2 separate regions of the Mus musculus genome follow, and region 1 is linked to region 2. Evidence: chromatin contacts called from public HiChIP or PLAC-seq data. All regions are on one chromosome and are shown on one strand. The core of a region is the stretch at or near the end of the contact, and the rest is flanking DNA. Distances in the headings are between cores, read along the strand shown. Region 1 holds the start of Mill2 (MHC I like leukocyte 2). Region 2 has its middle 3.8 kb from the start of Gm24464.

Region 1 (2,700 bases), core at 61-2,560, 91 kb before region 2:
GGGCTACCCAGTGAAACCCTGTCTCAAACAACAAGCAAGAGACAACAACAATAAAAATAATTATTCCAGATATTAAAAGAACAATCTTCTATAGCTACCCCTGGAACCAAGGACTGGAGGGGGAAGAGTCTCAGTTGAGTGTTTTGAGCTTCTACTCCGCCCCCAGCTCCTCCCTGATACTTGCTCAGATAGTTCCCAGACAGACAGACACCCTCCACAGCTTGTCTCATCACAGGCCCCTACCACTCTTAATCCTCAGTTTTCTCGGGCTTCACAGTCACTGTAACCTGACAATGAGCAAAGACACCAATCAGGTCCTCTCCAGACACAGCATCCAGACCTCTGCCCATGGTGTGCAGACACTCACCAACTCCCTGTTTCTTCTGGGAGTTTCTTCAGGGCAGGGACACTAAATGCTCCTCCTCCCGCCCCGCCCCCCCCCCCCCCGGTCTCTGTGTCAGGCCTTTTTTTGTAGTCTTCCCCTGCAGACATCCCTTTTCTCCTAAGAAGGCCACCCACTGAGGTCTAGAAAAGGGCTGCCTGTTCCTTCTTGCAGGGGCTTCCGGTGGTAGACCGCGTACTCCAATAGTCATGTGTCCTCCAGCTGACAATAAAGGCTCCCCAATGTAACCCCACGCCCCACTTATGTCAGCTCGGGGAATGTTTTACGAAGGCTGCTGGGCTTGCTAAGCCTTCCTCCAGTTTCAGTTTCCTCCGCTCCACCCTTTGCCTCTCCCTCCCGTACTCTTTCCTGTGCCTATGCGCTCTGACCTATTCCTTACGGTTGGGATTCAGAGCAGAGAGCAGGGGCTGTGCCGCCTATTTTACACACCAAAGCAGACCTAGCCCCTAGGTTCTCCCGGTATCCCTCAGTCCCTACCTACCTAGCACACCCGGACCTCTACTCTGAATTTTCCAGCCCAGGGTCTGGGCTTCTCCTCCCCCAGAAGATTATTATTTTCCTTTATAATCCAAACATTTCTGGTCCTCTTCTCTCTCTGTGCACACACACACACTCTCTTTTTCTTCCCCCTTTCCTCTGTCTCCCTCTCCGTTGTGACTTCCCTAGTTTGGTTCCTTGGGACAGCCATTTCTCTATGTACACTCTAATTTCACTCATTTAAACAGTGTGACTCATCCCTCCCCTGCTTACAGGGATGGTCCCCATCCTGCCCAGAGCTCACCTTGGATGCTGGATCCCCGTGAGTCTCTAAGGAGCAGCCCTAAGATCAACAGTAGGACTGCTGGTCTGAATTCTCTGGGCTTTCCAGAACTGGCTTTCATTTTTCTCAAATGGAGTTTTGTGCAAACATACTCCTCCCTTCAGAGCTCCACCCATCAGCTAAGTGACGAGAACACAGTCCTGGCTGTCTTCAGAACTCACTTTGTAGACCAGAGATCTGCTGCCTCTGCTGGGATTAAAGTTGTGTACCACCACTCCTCTTTTTATTTTTAAGGTCAGATGAGTTACTCACATCTGAATGTCTTCTAAGACACTCCGATATCTCTTACACCAACAGATTCCTCCTGATATTGTCAAATGAATCACCATCAAAAGTAGTTTGAACAGACTGGTGAACACAGCTGAAGGGATGTTGAAGGATGTCCGAAGGGTCCATACCTTGTAGCTTCTGTAATAGTCCTTTGCCAGCTCAGAAGGGGAATTGAATGCAAGATGAACACAGCCCAGGTCAGTAACTAATTGCCTGAGAATTAACAAATCTAAACTAACATTGTTTAAATAGTGTTAACTGGGATGGAAGCTTTTTTGTTGTTTTGAGTCAGGATTTCTCTGTGTAACAGCCCTGGCTATCCCAGAGCTCTCTTTTTAGACCAGGCTAGCCTTGAACTCACAGAGATCTGCCGTCTGCCTCTGAAGTGCTGGGATTAAAGGTGTGCACCGTTTATGCCAGGAGACTACACTAACATTCTTATGATGACAATAATGCTCTATTTTCCGTATGTGATTTTTAATTCTATTCCATTTTCATTTATGCTAAAGGGCTAACACTGGCTGTACTGGCTGGTTTTGTGTGCCAATTTGATACAGTCTAGAGTCATCAGAAAGAAAGTAGGCTCAGTTGAGGAAATGCCTCCAGGAGATCCATCTGTAAGGCATTTTATTTTATTTTTTTCACTTAGTGATCAATGAGGGAGGGCCCAGCCCACTGTGGGTGGTGACAACCCTGGGCTGGTGGTCCTGTGTTCTATAAGAAAGCAAGTTGTTGAGTGAGCCATGGGAAGCAAGCCAGTATGCAGTATTCCTCTGTGGCCTCTGTATCAGCTCCTGCATCCAGGTTCTCACCTTCTTTAGTTAGTTCCTGTCTTAGTTAGGGTTTCCATTGCTATGAAGAGACACCATGACTAAGGCAAGTCTTTTTTTTTTTTTTTGGTTTTTCGAGACAGGGTTTCTCTGTATAGACCTGGCTGTCCTGGAACTCACTCTGTAGATCAGGCTGGCCTCGAACTTAGAAATCTACCTGCCTCTGCCTCCTGAATGCTGGGATTAAAGGCGTGCGCCACCACGCCCGGCTTAAGCCAAGTCTTATAAAGGCAAACACTTAAGTAGGGTTGGTTTACAGTTTCAGAGATTTAGTCTATTATCATCAGAGCAAGAAGCATGGCAGTGTGCAAGCAGACATGGTGCTGGAGAAGGAGCTGAGAGCTCTGAATCTTGATCTGAAGGCAACCAGGAAAAAC
Region 2 (3,010 bases), core at 45-2,544:
CCTTGATGTAACAACACAAGGTATTTTAATTGCGGAGCTCCGGGTCGAAACGTATCTCACACAGGAGACAGTGGATTCAACCACGAGGCTTGGAAGCTAGGGGTTTTTATAGAAAAGGAGTGGGGCTGGGGGAGGAATTGGCGCGGTTTCACATGATTGGTCCATTTAAACATTAGCAGCCTGTAACATTTAACTTAGGTCAGAGGGGTGGGAGATAGGGAGGCGATGGGCCTGCCCGGGCATGTCCTGGTCTGTTCTGCTATGTTCTCAGCCCCAGGTTTTCAAAGCTCACAAACAACTCTTTGGGCTATTTGACATACATTACATGAATCACAGTTTTATTTCCTTTCAGCTACACCCTAAGCGCATGGTTCCTGAAATTGCTTTTCTGAGTTTTCTGCCATTCTGATCACGGTAAGAGCCTTAGGAGACTGGGCAGACTCTGAAGCCTTGGGCTGAGTTACTGCACCATCTAGTGAGCAGCAATGGAATTGCACCTCATTCTGTGTGCTCTCCAGTTAGCAACTCTGGAACATTTTGCCAGCAGGAAAAAAATTCCAGGAAGAGCGCATCAGAGGACAAACACTTCGCAATAGGGCCTGTGTCCTTTTTCCATAACCTTGGAAATCCTGAGCTTCCTGTGAGTCTCATAAGGCCATCCAAACAGCTGGTGATGGCCTGGGAACCCAGATTGTCCTGTCCAGCTATGTATTCCTGGATGAGTCTCTGTGGAAGATGCCCAGGGTAACTATCATAACTGTGGCTCTCATGACAGTGCACTAGATAGCAACACATGCCATGACAGCCTTGTACCATGTCAGCTGTAACAGGAATCCAAAACTAACCAATGAAAAACCATTTCCCAGTGTCACTTGTAGTCTAACCATCACAGAGATTTGCAGCCAAGGCTTCCTGGTGCTCTGTGGACTCCATGGCTTCCTCAGCTAGGGCTTATCCAAAACCCACAGAGTCTATAATAGGGCTATGGGGATGTTGAGAGGCCCAAGGGTCATGTCTGAGTCTGACATTCATAGGCTGAGTTTACCCAGCACAGGATGGATAACTCTCCATGAAAAGACAGGTGAGAGGTTCTAATGTTGTTGGTCCACCCCATATGTGCACTGCACTAAGTGCCCAAATGCCATTCTGAAGGCACAATGCACTGGTAGAGAGAGTAGGCACAACCCACTCCTCACAACGAACATATGAAGTAGAGTAAGACACACCCAGCATTGGGAAGCAAGACAGTCACTTACTGTGAACATTGACTGTAACCTCCTTCAGCCTAGACAGGCTGGTTCAGACTGTCCGGCACTGAGGCGGAGCCACCTGCCGTGCTGCTTCTCATCCCTCTCCTTTGATGTGATACTGCCTGCCGCCTGCCTGAAGGATGGGATCCCCTCTTTATAAGCGCAGATTTTATCATCAATCATTGAGCCTTGATCAGAATCCATCTCTCTCTCTCTCTCTTCTGCCTAGTTTCCCTTTCTTTCAGCTCCAAGATGCCTCCCAGGCTCGAACCCAGACCTGAGAGCCGCAGGCCGGCCCCAACAATTTGGCAAAACAATGCGGGGCGTGGGAATGGCAGAGGACATTTGGAAGAAACACTGCTGGTTTGGAGCTCCATGGAAAAAGAAAATAATTAAAGAAAATTCGTACCGGAACATGAGAAGCAACAGGCAAAAAGGTTGCTAGGTATGGTACGGGCTAAGCTGGAACAGCGCTAAACCCGCGCGCTGGATTCACTTAGGTTCAGCAGTGAGATACGGGATCTAGGAATGTAACAGGCAGTTAGCCGCAGCTTCCAGAAGCTGCTTTTTAGATGAGAGAGGTAAAAGGGTTTGGATTTAACAATCAGGCAGATTGGCCGCAGTATAAGAACTGCATCAGGTGGGAGGAAAATGTCCCAGAAGCAGAGAGAAATTTTAGGGGACGCCATGCTTTATTCTCTCTGGGTCCTACAGCAGCCTTCTTTGTGTTTTTGTCTAAGGTCTTGTCTAATGTCTGGTGCACCGGTCTGTCCATGTGTTCAATTCATGTGTGTTCATGTCTAGTCATCTGAATGACTGAATTTTCTGTGTTTTCATTTTGGAAAATAAAAGATGGCTAATACTTTCTCTGCTGGTATAGCAAAGCCTAGAGGGGCCACACACTTTAGCCAGGATCAGGCACAGCAGGAGGGCCCCTGCTGGAAAAACTGTTTTTTTAAAAAAGGGGAGTCTGCAGCCTCATAGTTTGGGGGCGAAATAGCTGATAGATTTTTTTTTTGTAAGAAAATTCTCTGCAATCGTGATTATTGAGTTTAGTTAATGACAAAGTGCTTTTTATTTTATAATTATAGTTAGAAAAATTAATATTCTCTGATTGAATCTAAGTGTAGCTGCTTCATTTGGTTTTTACTGGAAATGTGCTCTGCCTGTCTTCACAATCATTTCATAAGTTATTGGTTAGGATTAAATAATTATTACATTGGTAACAGAAGGTTAGCCTTAAATTGGCAATTCGGGAGTCTTTTCTAACACGTGGCATAAGAGGGCCAAAAAACTGGGCCTCCTAAGATACTTCTAGATGAGATAATATTTAAGGTGATTCTTATCCTAGAAAGTAAATTTAAAGATAAGATTTAAAGCTTTCACTGTCATGCATTCATAGGTATAAGTTGGCAGCCAAACTTCGTAATATGATAGTAATGCTTCTAATATTGATTCTAAAGATGATAAATTGTTTTGAAATTGGGTTTTGCTTTCCCAAGGTAGTAGTTATAATCTAATATTGCAAAGAGACTTAAAAGTTCTAAAATCTGACCTCATGGCAGGAGGAACTGAGCTCGGGAGCAGCCTCTGCAAGGTTTGTGTGACTTTCTTTTGTCTTGCAAATAGTGCCTAAAGAAGCTCTATTTGCCTCTCCTTGCCTCTCCTTGCCTCCAGGGGAATTTCCTTTTAGCTAAAAGGGCACCTTTGCAGACCTAGCCAAATGCTGTTTTAATAAAGTTCAAATTCAAAGTTTATAA

What was found. HiChIP or PLAC-seq counts read pairs in DNA pulled down with a chosen protein or histone mark.
Region 1: a contact with region 2 is called in an H3K27ac HiChIP or PLAC-seq map of embryonic stem cells, with 2.1 times the contacts expected there. The contact joins the promoter of Mill2 here to the enhancer-like site in region 2. A contact is called at or near these places in 2 of 39 promoter capture datasets (liver and second pharyngeal arch cranial neural crest), 1 of 484 Hi-C or Micro-C datasets (embryonic stem cells), 3 of 115 datasets of contacts at active chromatin or transcription factors (embryonic stem cells and epiblast stem cells) and 3 of 9 other capture datasets (adipose tissue, embryonic stem cells and liver).

Annotation. Positions count from the first base shown.
Region 1 is chr7:18,838,576-18,841,275 of GRCm38.p6, reverse strand. Mill2 (MHC I like leukocyte 2) reads right to left here and starts at 1,310. Exons shown (of 6, transcript NM_153761.3): 1 at 1,185-1,310. The coding sequence starts at 1,284.
Region 2 is chr7:18,747,480-18,750,489 of GRCm38.p6, reverse strand. No RefSeq gene overlaps it. Among named protein-coding and RNA genes, the nearest start is that of Gm24464, 3.8 kb to the right of the region's middle. Within about 2 kb of position 1,294, at least 45 of the 459 cell types and tissues checked have an H3K27ac peak or open chromatin away from gene starts, as enhancers often do. A contact at or near this core is called in embryonic stem cells and epiblast stem cells, where this site is marked.